Linked DNA regions of Mus musculus: regions 2, 3, 4 and 5 are each linked to region 1. The links are chromatin contacts, called in public Hi-C and HiChIP or PLAC-seq maps. All regions are on one chromosome and are shown on one strand. The core of a region is the stretch at or near the end of the contact, and the rest is flanking DNA. Distances in the headings are between cores, read along the strand shown. Region 1 holds the start of Eml4 (echinoderm microtubule associated protein like 4). Region 2 holds the start of Mta3 (metastasis associated 3). Region 3 overlaps Mta3 (metastasis associated 3). Region 4 has its middle 22 kb from the start of Kcng3. Region 5 overlaps Mta3 (metastasis associated 3).

Region 1 (3,466 bases), core at 746-3,245:
TATACACGCATATATACATATAATATATACACATATGTAATATATACATATACACACATATATACATATATGTAATATATACGTATGTATACCTATATGTGATATATACATATATAATATATACATATATATACTATATATATGGCTTTACTATAAGTAGGAAATCAAGTTCTACTTCAATTATTGAAAACTTAAAAATTGGTTCACCATGCTAGAAGAAAACCTGACTTACTATTCTCTTCTTTTAGTTAAACATTTTTTAAAAAGCCAATGTCAGGTTTTCATTTGTTGTGCTTGTGCATGCGTGTGCCAGAGGTCAGCCTCAGGTACAGTTCCTCATGAGCTGTTTATGAGATAGGACCTCTCTGTGGAGGCTGGCTGGCCAGGATGCCCTGGCGTTCAGTTTGTCTCTGCCTTCCCAGATCTGGGATTGTAAGTGTACATCAGTACACTTTCCCTGCTTCTGTGGGAAGCACATTACTGACTGTCATCTCTCAGCCTTGCTGTGTCCTGTTTACAACACTGACCTCCTAGGTTTGCTGTGATGTTTCCTTAAGTTTTTAAGTTAGATTTTGTTTGTTGGCTGTTTCCAGAGCTGGGGATCAAACCCAGTGCCTCCTATTTACTAAGCACAATTGGTCACCGAGGTACACTCCCAGGCCCTTAGGAAAGAAGTTTAAAAAGGCATCAAAGGGGAGAGGTATCCTTCAAGGATGTTTAACAATCCTTTCAACCATTTAATTCTGTCAATTCTTTTCATGGCAGTTGTTGTTCCCCATTTCTTCTCTCCTTACTTCAATTTGTTCCTTGTAACCTACAACTCTATTAACAGACATTCTTATTTTTTTCCTAACCCAGCTACTTTAAAAGGTATATCTAATTTAGTCTCTGAGACACCTTACAGTTTTTTGTTACTCTAATCTGCACATCGACCTAGAAGGGACCTAAACTATTCAAATGTCTTTGTAAGGAAAGAGGATAAAATCAGAGGGTTGAGAGCTGGAGAGATATAGCTCAGCGGTTAAGAGCCCTGACTGCTCTTCCAGAGGTCCTGAGTTCAATTCCCCGCAACCACATGGTGACTCACAACCATCTGTAACCGGGTGACAGTGTACCCATATAAATTTAAAAAAAATCTTTAAAAAATAAAATAATAATAATAAAAGATTAGAGGGTTGAAGAAGATGGGATGAGTTTTGGTTGTGCTTGTGCATGCGTGTGCCAGAGGTCAGCCTCAGGTACAGTCTAGCACTTGAATTTGCAAATAAATTAAAGCAAGGCCTAAATTTAGTTAGGTGACTTCATAGATTTGAGCCTAGAACTAAGGTTTATTTAAAAACTAATAGTCTGTGCTATAGTTTCCTGATAGGCTATCCGGTGGCTTTGTGCCCTGATGGGAAGAACAAAAGGAGAGTAAGCCAAGCCAGTCTTTTACGTGCACTTTCCTCATAAGACTTGGGTAAGACGAACTCTTTTCATCCAGCATTAACATTGTTTGCTTGTGCTCTGTCCTAGAACCTGCGGTTGTGGCAGACATGGCCTCAGGCTGGTCAAAAAGTCTTGTCTCTACCTAGAATTCTCACTGACTAGAGGAGAGGGGAACCCCAAGAAGGGGAATCTTTCCTCTCACTCGTTAGCCTCCTCGTTACCTCCCTTCAAAAGAACTCTAGAACTGTGCTCCGCGGGCTTCCCAGAGGGAAAGAATCCCACAGTGCAGGTCAGCTTTCTAGCAGCAGGACACCCACGAGCCCCGTCCACTCAGACCCAGTTTCGGGCTGGAGAATCCTGGTGGCGAAACCGGGCCAGGAACACAAGAGCAGCCAATAGCCTCCTAACTCTCAAGAGTTCTCTGCGGCTGCGGAGGCAGGGCAGAGAGGGAGGGGCGTGTCGCGGGAAGCCCCGCCCCGTTCCGTCACGTGGGGCGGGATCGGAAGCGTGACGGCGTGCGCGGGGGCGGAGCCGTGGCTGCGCGCGGGCGCGGGGGCGGGGCGCGGCGCGGCGCGGCGCGGCGCTCACGGCTGCGGCTTAGGAGAGAGAGAGAGAGAGGGAGAGAGGCCGGGCAGGCGGCGGGCGGCGCGGCTCTCAACCTGATTGACCGACTGACCCTCGGGGCTGACGGGCTGACCGGCGGACGGCGGCGGCGGGAGTCGGAAGCCGCGCCGGGCGACGCTGAGAACCGGCGGGTCAGGTCCCGCGGCCGCCGCACGGTCGGGGCGCTGAATGAAGCGCCCGCCCCGCTGAGCCCCGAGCCCGGCGCGGTCCCCGCAAGATGGACGGTTTCGCCGGCAGCCTCGGTGAGTCCGGCCGCGGGCTCGCGCCCCTCGTACGTAACCCGGGACCCCGGCTTCCTGCGCGCGCGCGCGCCGCGGGCCCTGCTCCCCGGGCTGCCCCTGCGGGTGGCCGCCGCTCCCGGCACATGGTCCCCGCGAGGCTGCAGCCCCGCCGCCGCCTCCGGGACGGGCGGCCCCTCCCCCCATGCAGCCCTCGCCTCCAGACCCTCCCTTCTTCCCAGAGCCCCCTTCAGTGCGGGGGCCCTCCTTCCCCTCAACGACCCTCCAGCCGCTGCTACGTCCCTCCCGGTACACTTAGCACCTTCTTCTGACCCCCCCACCCCGTTAAAGTCAGGGCACCCCTTCATCAAATACAGACTCTCCCTCAGAGTACATCTCTCCACTTAAACGGAATGATAGGCAAGATTGGGGCAGCCTTTCCGGAGGGAGTAGGAATCCCCAGTCCCACTTCTGGATTGGAGTCACCCCTTTCAGTCTTTATATTTGAAGATTTATTAAGTAGCCCTCAGTAACTGACAGCTTCCCTCCACTTCCCTGAACGTTTTGCAGTGGTGGAGAGCATTATCATCTACTCAATACAGGGAAGGAAGAGGCGCATCTGTGTTGGGGGACCCTCTTTAAGAGTGAAAGCAGAAGTATGCTCTCCATGCGTGCTGGAGAGAAGTAATCCTGCCCAATGAACCCATAAGAGGGGGCCTCAATCGGAAAAGAAAGGATTCTCCATTTTTGGAATATGCTGTCTTTGTGGAATGGAGAGAAAGGGATAGGGTATCCTGTTGGCTGAAGTGTTTTCTCAGTGTTCCATTTAACCAGAGTACAGGTGCTAAATGTTGTGACTGACTTGAGGAACAGAACTCCAGGGTAACCAGTACCTGTGTCTGGAATGGCTATTCTTTGAGGCCACTGGAATCCAGTTACTGTAGAGATTTCAGTGTTACGGTGAGAGAAACGATTCTGTTTTTGCTGATACTGCGGTTATGTGATACCAGCGACTGGGTTTGATTTGTATATTTGACTAGTTTATGTGGTAGTAGCGTGTATAGTCGGATGCTTTTCTTTTTCCATTTCGTGATAATAAATCTCTAGTTAGTTAATGTTCACTGATCAGCAAACCATCTGGCACTAAGCCATATTTTAATCTGCCCACACAAGATTGGGATTAGATGGATTTTTTT
Region 2 (3,262 bases), core at 383-2,882, 360 kb after region 1:
AACCAAAATGCAGTCTTCTTTTCCCGGGACAACTCCTACTTTGGCACAGCCCTTTAAATCAGCATCACCAGGCACTCCAACCCACAATACTAGGCCAATGTTTATTGTGCAACAAGGCCTGGGTGTAGTTTGGAATGCCTTGGCTTTCCTAAAAGAAGTTATGTGTTCATTGGGGAGAGTCAGTCAGGAAGATCTCGCTCTGTATCCCAAGCTGGCCACAAACTGGAGCGCCTCCAGCCTTTGCCTATGGAATACTAGGGTTACAGGTGTTTAGTACTATGAGGACCATCTATATTCAAAACCTCATAGAGGGTGTGAGGAACGTGAAAAGGGATCTATAGCTACTCAGCATGGGAAAACTAGCCACTTAAGAGCTTTCTGATGGGACAAGTGATCCTACACCTGTAATATAACCCAGCACTCAGGAGGCTGAGGCAGGAGGCTACAAGAGCCAGCCTGAACTGAGACCCGTATTAAAACAAGTAATGTTGGTGAGGTAGCTCAGTATAGCCAGGCCTGACTATCTGAGTTCAATCTCTACTCCTATGATAGACCTATACATATATATCTCATAGCATTCATGCCCTCACATGATAGATAGATAAATAGATGCATGGATGGATAGATAAGTAAATAAGTGTATTAAGAATTTAAAAACAAACCAACAAACATGAAAAGTTAGTTCTATAGTTAAATGACTAGCCTGTGCAAAGACCTGGCTTCAATCCCCATTAATGCAAAAAAAAAAAAAAACCAAAAAACCAAAAACGGGGATTGGGGCGAGGACGTGCTTTTTGACATAAAACTAGTTAGCTGACCAGCAACCCCAAGCTGTTAGACACGACCTCCTCCTTTTGATGGGGGGAAAACTGCGGATTGTGGAAACCCTGTTCTTCTACCGGCAAAGGAAGCCCTCTTGTGCTGAAGGCCTCCCCTGGTCAAAGCACACGCTGTACACAAAGCCTGTTTAGAGGCAGGGCTAGAGGATGTGTGTGTGTGTGTGTGTGTGTGGGGGGGGGGGTCGGTTTTGTTCAGCCCAGTTTTGGCACAGCCACGACTGACCTGCCAGTGTGGTCGGGGTGAGAAAGTCAGCTTCCAGTTCTTTTCATAGCTGGGTCTCAGACTTGAGCAAGCTGCAAGTACGTAGGGTCTTCTTGGCCCCAGGGCCTGTAGGCTCTAAAGCCACCAAACGTCCTCTCACCACGAGGGAGGGACGCAAACAAGCATCTGTCGCTTGCATTGGCTGCATCGGAGAGTTGTACCCAGAAGGGCGTTCGTGTGCTTGAGGTCACACATAGAGGGGTGTCCCTGGGGAACAGAAGCAGGAAAGGAGAACCTGTCCCAAGGTGGACAGGTGACGCGGGCGAGAGAGACGCTCGGAGTGGCTGAACCTCTGTCCCCACCCTGGTTCTTCCACAGCCCCTGACCCTGGTGTGCTACCCCGAGGCTAGTGCGGGTGGCCCCTGGGGTCTTCGGCCCCCCGCAGCCCGCCGCCCCGTTCCCGCCGTGCTCCGGCCTCCCGGGCCCGCTCGGCGTCGCTCTGCCGGCGCTGGGGGCGGGCACAGCCCCCTCCCTCGGTGTCCCCTCCCCGTCCCTCCCCCTCCCCCGTGGCGAGGCGGCGGCGGCGGCGGCAGCGGCGGCGGTCGAGGCTGAGGCGGCGGCGGCGGGCGGGGCTCGGCTCGGGCTCCGCGGGCGGGCGGGCGGACATGGCGGCCAACATGTACCGGGTCGGAGGTAGGAAGGCTCGGCCCTTCCCGGCCCGTCGGGGAGCGGGCGGTGGGAGCGGGGGTCCGGGCAGCGCACGCTTACTGCCAGCAGCCCGGGAGCCCGGGGCTGAGGGCGCCGCGGGCGGGGCGCAGGGGGATCCCCACCCCCACTCCCCTCCCCCACCGCTCCTGCCCGGCGTCTCGGGGCCAGGCCTCTTCTGGGGACACGCATCGGACACCCCCTTTACGAACGCCCCAAAGGGACAGAGCCCCTGCAAGCCCCCTAGCTGAGTGGTCTTTCCCTCGCGTGGCTTTTGGGCACGAGGGAGGGGGGCTTGAGCACCCCTCACCCCAAACCCCGGCTTCTGCCTCGGTGTTAGCGTGGGCTGGGGACGATGGTGGCCCAGGTGGGGGGCAGAGCTCGACAGGCCTGTTTGCAGAGCCCGGGCCCTGCACCGTCGCTGCTTCACCCCCCATTCCCTTCGGTTTCCCGTTCAGTCCCCCTGAGAGTGGGGCTGTGTGTGGGGCCAGGGAGCCGCAGCCCCAGGTAGGGAGTAGAGCTCAGCCTGGACGTTGGCTCTGCTGTCTGTCTTTCCAGCCTTCTGCAGAAGAGAGAGAAATAAGGTCAAACAAACTTTCCCTGCTCACGACGCCCTCCCTCCCTCCTTCCTGGTAAAATAATAATTCAGATAAGTGGCGTGTTTGTGAGTGAGACTTGCTCTTCCGTCTTTGCTCATTAGCCGAGCTCCTGATGGATGATGGTGGGGGAATGGCCTGGCTAAATGAGGCCACTTAGCAGCAGAGGGCTGGGAGAGAGCCGCCTAGGTAGACCGTGACTGTGCAGTCTAGTCTCTCAGGTAAACACATAGTGGGAAGTTTCCAGCCACTCTGTAGAGGAAAAATCCTGTACCTTTGGTTGAAAACTTGCCATGGTTTCTTTATAAGAAGGGTCTAAATGGAGTTGAATCAAATATAAAAAAAGGGGGGAAAAAAAACAACCCAACACCCAGCCCCTATTCCTCACCATCCCAGGTAGAGCAAGGAAAAGTTTGATACCTGCTTGCCCTTACACATTCTGCCTGCCGATTTTTTTTTTTAAGTTGATGTTTGAAATGAATTTGGGCTGTTAAGCCTTTCTTTTTCTCCTGATTTGTCTCAGGTCAACACTTTTATGTAAGAATCGTTGTTGAGGGCTGGTTGGATTGGAGGGATGAGGCGCTAGTGGGAGGCTGCGTTGATGAGCTCTGATACATAGTGATGAAGGGGTTTGCCTATCATGTTGTGGTGGGGTTGTTTGGTTGTTTGAGGCAAGGTGTCTACTTAGGCCTAGATGCCCTAGGATTCAGTCCTAGACCAGGCTGGCCTCACAGAGATCTGCTTGCCTCTGCTCCATAGGTGCTGGGATTTAAGACCTGTGCTTTTTGTTGTTGTTTGAGGCAAAGTCTTGCTATGTAGCACGAGGCTGGCCTCTGCTTTGTGATTCTCCTGCCTTTGTGTCCCACTCCCCCCAATTACAGCAAGCCATGCTTTTTTTTGTTTTTTTTTTTAAATTAAAT
Region 3 (3,566 bases), core at 537-3,036, 420 kb after region 1:
GTCAGGGACATGCCTCGCTCCCAGAGGAGACACGTGCTCTGCTTCTCTCTGCTGCTTGGACTCTGGAAACTAAGTAACTTGGAGAGCAGAGTCAAAGAAAGAAGTTTTGGTTGTGGCCTTGAACACCAGGATAAGTCTGCAGGTGATGAACCCAAGGCGCCAAGCAGTTAAGAAGCTGCAGGAGGACCCATCGCCGAGGATCAGTGACAGGCAGGCTTTCTGGTGGCAGGTCTGGACTGAGGAAGGTTGGCTGTGCTGGCTCAATAAGAGATGGACTCGGGTATCGGAACAGCGCTAATGCCTGTAACACAGAATATCTTCTGAAAATGCCGCCCCCTTCCCTGCTCCCATGGGATGTCCCTGAGGTGTCCCTTCCTCACCCCAGCTCTGTCTGGAGTCCTCTGGAGTCGAGTCAGGCATTGTTCTGGCAGCTGCCTGACTGTGTGTTTGCCAGATGACACTGTGGAGAGTTAACTCAGGCGGTCAGGCTTGGTGGCAACAGACATTGCTTTTATTCATTCATTTATTCATCCATTTATTTATTTATTTATTTATTTATTTATTTATATTTATTTATTTATTTATTTAAAGGAAGGCTTTAAGTGTCGTGGTTCAGCCTTGAACTTCCTTGTGTATTGATTTCTGATGCTGTTGCCTCCATCGTGAGCACTGAGATTAGGGTGTGCATTGCTGAGCGGGTGTTGCGAGGTGCTGCTGTCTGGACCCAGGAGTTCGTGTATGTCAGATAAGATTCTGCCAACTGAGACTCTTCAGCCAGTACTTTAGCACGAATGCAGGAGACCTCAGAAGATCACTGGATTTGAATGTGGGGGGAATAGAGTAGAGAATTTAAATACGCCAGAATTTTTGAAAAGAGGCTAAATGCACAAACTCATACTAAAGATTGCTTATGTCATGTAACATCTTTACTGGGCAAGCAAATCGTGTGCTGAAACCCAGTGTCTGTGTAGGGCAGGGTGGCCTCCTGTGAGGTCCGGGGCAGGGGTGAAATGTTTGAACAACAATCGTTTTTTACCACGATGATCAAAATGAACAAAAGATGAGAAATCCCCTTGCCAAGATCTCCTTGTCAGTCTTCCTCCTAAAATACTTGTGTTTGTCATTTCCATCTGTTATGAATGAGATGACATGTGACAACACCTTTGCTTTTTGGCAGAGGGAACAGCTTGTGATCAGTTATGATTTTCAGAATTTAGATTCGAGTGGATCTTGCAGCACGCATGTACGTATCTACGGAGAAGATGCGACCTCTGCAGAGTCTTCCTCTGAGGGGAGACGTAGCTTGTCCTGTGCTTAGTTTTCAAATCCATCTGTAATTTTAAGTTGAGCTATATGTGCAGTAGCATGTGTGGAGTGACTTTCATGGGTGCATGCATCACTGTAAACCCACCAGTGGGTGTAGGTAAGTGTAGTGTCCCCAGAGCTCGCTTGTCTTCCATTCACTATTCTGGAACACAGACAGATGCATCGCACTGAATTTTATTATTATTATTATTATTACTGAATGTTGTTTTTTGTTGTTTTAGAAGCTATGTTCTTTCACTTAAAGCTTTTAAAGAGCATGGTTAGATCACACAGAAGTGCATTCGAAAGCAACGCCTCTGCATGTCAGAAAGCGGAGGCTAGGAGGGACCCTCTGGTTCACATAATGAAATTGCCCCCTAGAGGTTCAGTTCCCACTGACTGCACCACCCCCTCCACCAGGCTGTGGTTGGCTTACTAGAGAAAATGAGTCTCAGTGTCAGTGCAGGCTGGAGCTGACTGGTGGCTGGGAAGCTGTCCTGCAGGCTGCGCCTCCTGAGTTGCTGGGCCGCAGTGCACATCTTTGCATCCGGCTTGTGCTGTGGCTTAAGTGTGGGTTTCCTCTGGTTAAGCAGTTGATGAGCTGTCACCTGAGACAAACACACTGAGTTCTATTGACGTCTTGGTTCCGGAGCACCAGTTAATTATAAAAATTGTCTTTATCTTTTGAGGAATTTCAGCATCACGGTTAATTTGCATGAAATTTTAGAGGAGGTGTTGATCAAACCTCGGGTGGCAAACAAGTCTGGCACTGAGCTACGCTCCAGCCCTCCTGTAATTACTGGCTTTGTTGTTTTTGTTGTTTTGAGACGGGCCTAATATATTCAAGGATAACATTGACCTCCTTGCTACCTCCACATCTCAAGTGCTGGGATTGGCTTGTGAATACTGTCTAGTCTTTTAGTTTTATTGCCTGTTGTCGAGTTAGGACATTCCAAAGTAACAGTTAATGGCCCTATCCTTAGTTGAAAGGATCCCTAAATACTATTGATCGTTCTGATTTTATAATGTGAGAAAGCTCTCAGATTTGGAGATAAAAGAAACAGCGAAATTGCAGGGTCTATTTAGTGAGGTTCACTAGAGAATCAGAAATATATCGGTTGTGAACCTTGACAGGGTGTGAGCAGGAGGCAGGAGCAGGGCGAGCATGCTACAGCCCTGGTGGGGAAGGTAGAGCTTCCCTCAGAGGGTGCTGGCCCACCACCTGCAGCAGATGAGCACAGGGCCACACAGTGACTGGCAAGGGAAACTGACAACAGACATTTTCTTCTGGGCCTTTGTTTCTTGGAATGCAATGATTTGTTTTAAAGTTAAATTTGTTCAAACCTTGTCCAACCAGTTACTGAGCAGATCTGTACAAGTTATTGCCTTTGACACTGTCAGCAAATTCAATTTATGCCCATATGAGCCATGTTGGTCTCACAGTGTGTACGCACCCTTGTGTTGTAGGATTTCACTGGCTGCCTGATTTCAGATTTGTAATCCTCCTGCCTCACTCTTGAGTGCTGGGATTGCAGATATGCACCACCATGTTCAGCTGGAAATATACTTTTAACTAACTAGCTAACTAACTAGTTAATTAGTTAATTGAGAGACGAGGTCTCACTGTATATAGCCCTGCTAGCTGGAACTCAAAGATACTTGCCTCTGCCTCCCAAGTGCTGGAACTAAGGTGTGTGCCACCACGCCCCACCCATTTATGAAGTTTGAAATGATCAACACAAGAGGTTTGTGTAAAAGCTGTAAGGCTTCTGTGAGTTTGAGGTTGGCCTGGTTACCTGGTCTACAAATAGAGTCTAGGACAGCCAGGGTTCTGTTACACAGAGAAACCCCAATCTCAAAAAACCAAACAAGAACAACAACAAAAAGATGCAAGGCTTGACTCGTGCTCTGAAGCCTGTGTGTGTGTGTGTGAGGGACAGACACTTTGCCAGCCAGTCTGTGCTGGTGTACGCACATGCACGGACACAAACATACTTGCACACACAGCTGATTGTCCTGCACTGCAGTTTTCTTAGCATATATAAACGTGTGTGCACATGTATAAAGCACTCTTCCTCTCCAGTAGAGAAACTATCAAAAGCTTTCACAACTTGAAGTTTTATATGTGCTGCTGACTGGGAGACACTTAGGGTCCTGGACGTCAAACCCAACAAGTGGTACATGCCAGTGAGCCATCACTCCCCTACCACACACACACACAAACACACAGAAAGCTGACCATGTGACCCACTCTCGGTCCT
Region 4 (3,552 bases), core at 1,019-3,518, 300 kb after region 1:
AGTGACATAGAAGAGATTGAAGGTTGCTGTGTAGGCTTTGCCACAGTGTCGCCTCCTCATCTTCTTCCTGCTCTTCCAGCAACAAACCTTGGCACCTCAGCACTATGATTTCAAACTCTCCTTTACCACACAGAAAGGACTGCCCAGTGCCAGCCCTTGGAATCTGCCACTGCCTGGAGGGCCTCCCTAGCACTTGAGGGTCTCCATGGGCAGACTGCTAAGTCACTTCTGAGAGATGGAAAACTGGGGGGGGGGGAGGTGCTTTGAAGCCTGAAGGGGGGCTAGATAATAACAAGGCTCTCTGACGTGACCTCCACTTCTCTGTTTTCTGCTATAGGAGACTACAGGACCTATATCCTACGTTGCCACATCCAATACCACATGTACAATTTGAAACTTCAAAAAATTTAAGTCAGTTAAACTTTCCCGGGCTGGTGAGATGGCTCAGCAGTTAAGAGCACTGACTGCTCTAGGGAAGGTCCTGTGTTCAAATCCCAGCAACCACATGGTGGCTCACAACCATCCGTAATGAGATCTGATGCCCTCTTCTGGGGTGTCTGAAGACAGCTAGTGAACTTATGTATAAATAATAAATAAATCTTTTTAAAAAAATCTTTCCCAAAATAATGAGAGTAAATGAGATAGCATTCTCAGTAGCCACCGTGAAGACAGCAAAAATAAACTGGGGAGATGAGTTGTGCTTTGTTTGGGGTTTTTGGGTTTCGGTGGTAGAGTTTGAACCCAAGACTTTTTGCAGACTTAGCATATGCTCCACTGAGAATTTCTCCCTCCGCTCCTTCACCCAGATTTTCCCCCAGCATATATTAAATATTAAATATATTAAATACTACCATTTCAATTTAATCTAATCAATATATAAAGTTATAATAATGAGATGGAAATTATCAATGTAAAACTTATTACTGGGGTATTATACATTTTCCATGTCTGGTAGCTCACAGCTGTGCGTAACTCCAGCTTCAAGGGATCCAACGCCATTCTCTGGCCTCTGTGGGCCCCTTCACGCAGGCAGCAAACGTGGCACGCACGCACACACACATCATGAAAAATTCAAGGCAAAAGCAGGTAGATCTATTCAAATTGAGACCAGCCTGATCTGTATGGTGAGTTCCAGACCTGCCAGTTACAGAGACTCTGTCCTTAATGCTGGGCACAGTGGCACACAGCTTTAGTTCCAGTACTTGGGAGGCAGAAGCAAGTGGATCTTTATTGCTCTGAGGCTAGCCTGGTCTACATAGTGAGTTCAGGAGTGAATGAATTACATAGTGAGCTATGTAGTGAGACACAGGATCTCAAAAAAAAAAAAAAAAAGTGTGGTTGCCATGGTGACTTCTCACAGCCATAACAGTAATCAGGACAAGCTGCATGCACAAGATAAACAAAATGAATGTTTTAAAAGTATAAATTAAAAATGCAATAAAGAGGGGCACAACGAGTAAGAGCACTGACCGCTCTTCTGAAGGTCCTGAGTTCGAATCCCAGCAACCACATGGTGGCTCACAACCACCCATAATGAGATCTGATGCCCTCTTCTGGTGCGTCTGAAGACAGCTACAGTGTACTTATTTATTTTTTTACAAATGCCATAAAGAGCAGAGCGTGGTGGTGCACGCCTTTAATCCCAGCCCTCGGGAGGCAGAGGTAGGTGGATTTCTAAGTTCAAGGCCCGCCTGGTCTACAGAGTGAGTTCTAGGACAGCCAGGGCTACACAGAGAAACCCTGTCCCAGGGGGGGGAAAATGCAATAAAGAGTTAGGTAGAGTAAAGTGACTTACATTGACCTTTGGCCTCCACACACTCACCTGTACTCACATGCAGACAGACATAGAGACAGACTTTAGCGCTTTAGAACTAAAATTGAATGAGCTTCCTCGCTACTGTTCTTGATTGGATGTTTGGGGTGTCGCGCGCCTTTTTGCTAAAGTAAACTGCCTTGCCTGGTTACCTTCTCGTGTTCAGATGTCAGTTTGGGAGGCAGCTGGGTTACTGTTTGCCGCTGATTCTGAGCTTATCCTAAACCTGAGCTCCATCTGGAAGAGCATGCGGGTCTCCCCCCTTGGAGAGGTGCATCTCACAGGCCTGTTGGGGTGGACCCAGGATCTCAGATACACGGCACCACTTGGATAGGTGGAGATCCCAGGATGGAAAGTGTCTGAGCACCACAGGAAAGGTCCATGTAAGCGCTCTGGCAATCTCGCAATGCCTTGTGGGAAACAAGGTCATGACACTCTCAAGGAGTGACGAAGTATTTCCTTAGTGGAGGGACATCCGGTGGTTGTGTGTTGTGTGAGAATAAAAGAGATGTGCTCCGAGCTAGACGACTTCCTGTTTGGGGGTGGGGGTGGGGCAGCAAATACCAGCAACCTAAAGAAGAAAATCAACCTTGTAAAAGTCCTTGATAAAGATCTGGAACCGGCTGGGTGTATTCACACCAGTGACCTCGGCAGGACCTTGAGGCTGACACAGGAGAATCACGGTGGTTTTGAGGTCAGCCGGCACTACCGAGCGAGTTCTAGAACAATCCAGATGTCATGGTGACAACCTGTCTGGCATAAAAAGGGAGCGAGAGAGATGGCTCTGAAACTCAGCATAGAGAGCTACAGGGCCTGGATTGAATTCCCTAGCACCACAAAAATAAAGAATAAATCAAGCCCGGCCTAGCCCCAGACCCTGAGTGCCACATGGAAACACCCTGATGTTTGTTCTGGGCATAGTTGTTTATGAATGGATTGCCAGGCCAATTCAGAACAACACACCTCACGGCTTCATTGTGCTTGCTTTCTTTTTTTCAACACAGGGAATTAAACCCAGGGTCTCATATGCTAAGAAGTGTCCCTGCTCACCTCTCCAGTCTTGAGAAACAGGGATTTGGGGAGGAGATAAAGTTGGGGGGAGGGGGGGCTATGGGGAGGTGAAGTTGAAATAGGGCCTCCTAAAGGCCAGACTGGTCTCACTATATGGCCAAGGATAATCTTGGGCTCCTGGTCCTCTTGTCTAAGTGCTGGGTTACAGGAGTTCTCCAGCATACCTGACTATTCTGATTTAGCCTCTTGATTGCTGGCAATGGCCACCAAGTGTGGTGCTAGAAACAGACTTTCCCTTCCCTCCCTCCCTCCCTCCCTCCCTTCCTTCTTTCCTTCCTTCCTTCCTTCCTTCCTTCCTCCCTCCCTCCCTTCCTTCCTTCCTTTTCCTCTTTCTTCCTTCCTTTTTTTCTTTTCCCTCCTTCCTTCCTTCCTGCTTTTTTTTTCTCTAATATCTCTGTGTAGCCCTGGCTGTCCTAGAACTCACTCTGTAGACCAGACTGACCTTGAACTCACAAAGTCATGTTTCACCACGCTAAGATAGAACCAGACATTCTACAGCCTCCTGCTGGCTGCATGTCTGTTCCTTCCTGCCAGGGAATGGCTTCTGCTCGGCTCCTGCGACAGATCAGATTGTTGCTGAGCCTTGACCTACCTCCACTGGAAATTTTACATTGTCAGGGAATAGCTCTGATCAGTCCTCTGAGAATCACAGGCTTTGTTAAAACACC
Region 5 (3,501 bases), core at 686-3,185, 380 kb after region 1:
AACTCCAGTGAGGGATGAGAGGCGCTTGATGGGGTGAAGAGAAGTATTTGTAATGTAGTCAGTCCGAAGCTGTAGTGTTTTAGAGAAATGGCTGTAGTAGGCTCTCCTCTAGGGTCTGACCTCTCCAGCTGCAGCTTCTTGGCTAGGTTTACAGTAGCAGGCATAGGTTCTCTCATTCTGAGCAGGCCTTAAGTTCAATGACATAGTTGTTGGCTGCTGTTGGGGCCGTCTGGTATGGTCAGTCATTGTTGTGGGTGGAGGAAGTCTTTACAGCTGAGTAGGGCTATTTCTTGCTTTTCTCCTTAGCAGTTTGTATGGCATCTAATAATATTATGAGAGCCAGCCCCCACGGAAGAAGGTCTTTAAAGGTCACGCCAACTTGATTTCTCCCAAGTCCTATCACCAAAGTGTGTGGTGTTTTCAGCGTAGGGTATTACTTCCAAGATCTGGGAAGCAACCAAGGGCAATAGCAATTATCTGTGTGTATTGTATTGTTCTCTTAGATTCCTTGACTAACTACTTCCGTGAGGTGTCCCATGTCTGTCACTGGGATTTTTATTAGTCTATGGCTCCTGGGAGAATATTATCACCCTGTAACAATAAAAGTATAGATGTATATGCAACATAAATACATGGACACACACACACACACACACACACACACACGGATAGGGACACATACACATGATGTAGGTATTATTAAGTAAGCTTACAAAAGAATATCTTTCAAATGTCCTTAGTGTTTATGTCCCCTCCTCTCTCCTTCTGTATCACCCTTCTTACTCCCCCACTTCAGTACCCCCGACCCTATTTTAAAATTTTAATATCTATTTATTTGTATGTGTGTACCATGTTGCTTACGTGGTGGTCAGGACAACTTTGTGGATTTGGGTCTAAATTTGGGTACTGGAAATTGTAGTCCTGACTACTCTGGAATTCACTATGGCTGTTTTTGAACTCACGTAAGTCTTTCCTGCCTAGGTCTCTAGAGTGGTGGGATTACAGGCATGTGGATCCTTTTTACGTAGTTTATTATGGGAAGAAATGCTCGACTGTGCTTAGGGAAGACAGTGCTGGTAAATTCAGGACGGTAATGTTTTGCGAGAGCAGTGCTGGTGGTTAGCTGAGAGGAGGAAGCCCTAGGACCATGCTGGGAGTGAGTTCAGGAGGAGGATGCTCTGGGAGGACGGGGCTGGGAGTGAGCTGGAGAGGAAGGCTACTTCTTGTGCTGGTTGTCTGTTGTCATCTTGACACCTAGAGTTACCTGAGACGAGGGAACCACAATTGGGAAAATGATTGGCCTTTGTGGCATTTTCTTGATTAATAATTGATGTGGGAGGTCCCAGCCCTCTGTAGGCAGGAGGTCCTGGGTTCTATAAGAAATCAGGCTGAGCAAATCCTGAAAGCAAGGCAGTAAGCAGCACCCTCCATGGCCTCTGCATCAGCTCCTGCTCCAGGTCCCTCTGCATTCCTGTCCTGACTTCTTTTAGTGGTGGGTGTGACCGAGCCTAGTAAGCTGGGGTACCCTTTCCTTCCCGAGTTGCTTTGGCCGTGGTGTTCTGTCCCAGCAATCGAACCCCTAGCTAAGACACTTGTGGCTCTTTTATTTTCGCTTCTGAAGTTTCACAGTTTACAGCGAGCGGAAAGTTGCATGGTGGCACGCTAAGGCTACAGAATCCCAGATGGATTTTGATTTATTATAAGACTGGGCAGCCTTTGCCAGATGCAGTGTTCTTTGAATAAATGTAAAGCAGAAGTAGCTTATTTCTGATGGGATCCTGACTCGCTGTAGAACTGATGAGTCATGGCAGCTCACTGTGTGAAAGGACCATTTCAGACGGCCTTCTCTTCCCGCTGACTTCCTGTGCGTGGACTGCTCATTTCCACTCCCTTCTGTGAGGTCAGAGTAACGTTCAAAACCACACTAACCTTGCCGGCACCAGCTGCTCATCAGGCCGGGAGTTCTGCAGAGACCGGATGGCACTTGAGGGTGACAGTTTCCCTGCTGATAGAATGTGTGCTTGTAGTTTGCTTAAAATTTTTCGGCTCTATGTAGTGGCACATGCCTTTTATCCCAGCACTTGTAAGGCAGAAGCAAGCAGATCTCTGTATTCGAGGTAGCCTAGATTGCAGAGTGAGTTCCAGGACAGCCAGGGTTACACAGAGACCCTGTCTCCAAAAACAAAAATAAAACAAAACAAGAAATTAAAAAACAAAAACAAAAACAAAAAACAAAAATAAATTCTGGATTGAATGAATTCTGGAATGTAGGCTCCGAGGTTAAGAACACACACTGCTGTTATTAAGGACCGGATTTGGCAGCTTGTTAGCATCTGTAATTCTCCTCTGGGGGACCTGGCTCATTTTCAGGGATACCTGCACTCAGGTGCACATCCCCACCCTACATATTCCTTTTTTTGTTTTAAGTTTAAAGAAGTAACTTCGGCATTTAGTTCACTGCTCTTGCAGGGGACCTGAGTTCAGTTTCCACATTGGGACACAGAGACCTGTAACTCAAGCCGCAGGGATCCAGCGCCCTCTCCTGGCCGTTGTAGGCACTGTACTCGTGGGCACCTGCATTGAGAGCACATTCTCCTGGATACATAATTATTAAGTCTTTAGGACCCTTGGAGGCCCCCAGAAACTGAGCCACCAACAGAAGAGCATTCATGGGCTGGACCTATGCCCCCCACACAGATGTAGCAGAAGTGCAACTTGGTCTTCATGTGGGTCCCCCAACAATTGGAGCAACTGGACCCCTGACTCTGTTGCCTGCCTGTAGATCCTGCTCCCCTAACTGGGCTGTCTTGTCTGACCTCAGTGGGTGTGGATGTGCCTAGTCCTGCAGTGACTTGAGATTGCCCGGGTGGGTTGGTTCCTGGGAGGGACCTCCCCCTTCTCAGCGGTGAAGAGGGAGGGGCCATTTGAGGGGGCACTGGCAGGACCGGTGGAACCGTGATAGGGATGTAAAATGAATAAATAAGTTAATGGAAAGAAGAAAGAAAAAGAAATAAGTCTTTAAAGAAATTCTGCTCTTTTTTACAGTAAATCTTGATAGGCATAATGTCCATTAATAAAAGCTTGAGGTCTTCAATGGGGCTTAAAAGTGTGAGTAAGTCTTTAGGTTACAGAGCAAGAGAACTGCTGGGCAGGTGTTCTCTCAGAAAAATGCATTCAAATTTGGCCTAGAAAATATTCCAGGGTCTGGGGAGGCGGCTCAGTGTGTATCCCCAGCAGGTATGCACCCCCAGCACGCATAGAGCCCTGCTGGTGAACCTTAGCACCATGGAAAGAGGGTGGCTGCTGGAGCCTGCAAGTCCAGCATTCAGAAGACAGGGCAGGAGGATCAGAAATGTTAGTCCATCCTCAGCTAGGTAGATAGCTCAGAGCTAGCCTGGGGTACATGAGACCCTGTCTCAGAAGAGGAGGAGGAAGAAGAGGAAAAGGAGGAGATAGAAGAGAAAAGAAGGAAGAAGAGTTGGGGTGGGGAGGGAAAAGCCC

The links. A called contact is a pair of places that touch in the nucleus more often than the background predicts. HiChIP or PLAC-seq counts read pairs in DNA pulled down with a chosen protein or histone mark.
Region 2: an H3K4me3 HiChIP or PLAC-seq map of the 230-238 cell line shows a contact between it and region 1, with 13 read pairs. The contact joins the promoter of Mta3 here to the promoter of Eml4 in region 1. A contact is called at or near these places in 3 of 39 promoter capture datasets (the 3T3-L1 cell line, hippocampal neurons and pre-B cells) and 9 of 115 datasets of contacts at active chromatin or transcription factors (the 230-238 cell line, astrocytes, bone marrow-derived macrophages and 6 more).
Region 3: a contact with region 1 is called in a Hi-C map of CD8 T cells, with 2.7 times the contacts expected there. The contact joins the enhancer-like site here to the promoter of Eml4 in region 1. A contact is called at or near these places in 1 of 39 promoter capture datasets (hippocampal neurons), 1 of 484 Hi-C or Micro-C datasets (CD8 T cells) and 3 of 115 datasets of contacts at active chromatin or transcription factors (CD8 T cells, effector CD8 T cells and memory CD8 T cells).
Region 4: a Hi-C map of CD4 T cells shows a contact between it and region 1, with 3 times the contacts expected there. The contact joins the enhancer-like site here to the promoter of Eml4 in region 1. A contact is called at or near these places in 2 of 484 Hi-C or Micro-C datasets (CD4 T cells and double positive thymocytes) and 2 of 115 datasets of contacts at active chromatin or transcription factors (effector CD8 T cells and memory CD8 T cells).
Region 5: a Hi-C map of adipose-derived mesenchymal stem cells shows a contact between it and region 1, with 3 times the contacts expected there. The contact joins the enhancer-like site here to the promoter of Eml4 in region 1. A contact is called at or near these places in 1 of 39 promoter capture datasets (embryonic stem cells), 8 of 484 Hi-C or Micro-C datasets (CD4 T cells, the G1E-ER4 cell line, adipose-derived mesenchymal stem cells and 2 more), 6 of 115 datasets of contacts at active chromatin or transcription factors (the HPC-7 cell line, the SCID.adh cell line, embryonic stem cells and 2 more) and 1 of 9 other capture datasets (adipose tissue).

The regions. Positions count from the first base shown.
Region 1 is chr17:83,348,946-83,352,411 of GRCm38.p6, forward strand. Eml4 (echinoderm microtubule associated protein like 4) reads left to right here and starts at 1,996. Exons shown (of 23, transcript NM_001379374.1): 1 at 1,996-2,294. The coding sequence starts at 2,270.
Region 2 is chr17:83,704,552-83,707,813 of GRCm38.p6, forward strand. It overlaps Mta3 (metastasis associated 3), which reads left to right and starts at 1,633. Exons shown (of 17, transcript NM_001379391.1): 1 at 1,633-1,734. The coding sequence starts at 1,707.
Region 3 is chr17:83,771,130-83,774,695 of GRCm38.p6, forward strand. All of the region lies in intron 8 of Mta3 (metastasis associated 3), which reads left to right. It overlaps Gm46597 (predicted gene, 46597), which reads right to left. Exons shown (of 3, transcript NR_168497.1): 2 at 1,742-1,913; 3 at 510-814. Among named protein-coding and RNA genes, the nearest start is that of Gm46597, 5.1 kb to the right of the region's middle. Within about 2 kb of position 1,787, at least 89 of the 459 cell types and tissues checked have an H3K27ac peak or open chromatin away from gene starts, as enhancers often do. A contact at or near this core is called in CD8 T cells, effector CD8 T cells and hippocampal neurons, where this site is marked.
Region 4 is chr17:83,652,508-83,656,059 of GRCm38.p6, forward strand. No RefSeq gene overlaps it. Among named protein-coding and RNA genes, the nearest start is that of Kcng3, 22 kb to the left of the region's middle. Within about 2 kb of position 2,269, at least 66 of the 459 cell types and tissues checked have an H3K27ac peak or open chromatin away from gene starts, as enhancers often do. A contact at or near this core is called in double positive thymocytes and memory CD8 T cells, where this site is marked.
Region 5 is chr17:83,730,471-83,733,971 of GRCm38.p6, forward strand. The region is part of intron 3 of Mta3 (metastasis associated 3); the gene reads left to right. Among named protein-coding and RNA genes, the nearest start is that of Mta3, 26 kb to the left of the region's middle. Within about 2 kb of position 1,936, at least 228 of the 459 cell types and tissues checked have an H3K27ac peak or open chromatin away from gene starts, as enhancers often do. A contact at or near this core is called in the G1E-ER4 cell line, the HPC-7 cell line, the SCID.adh cell line and 4 more, where this site is marked.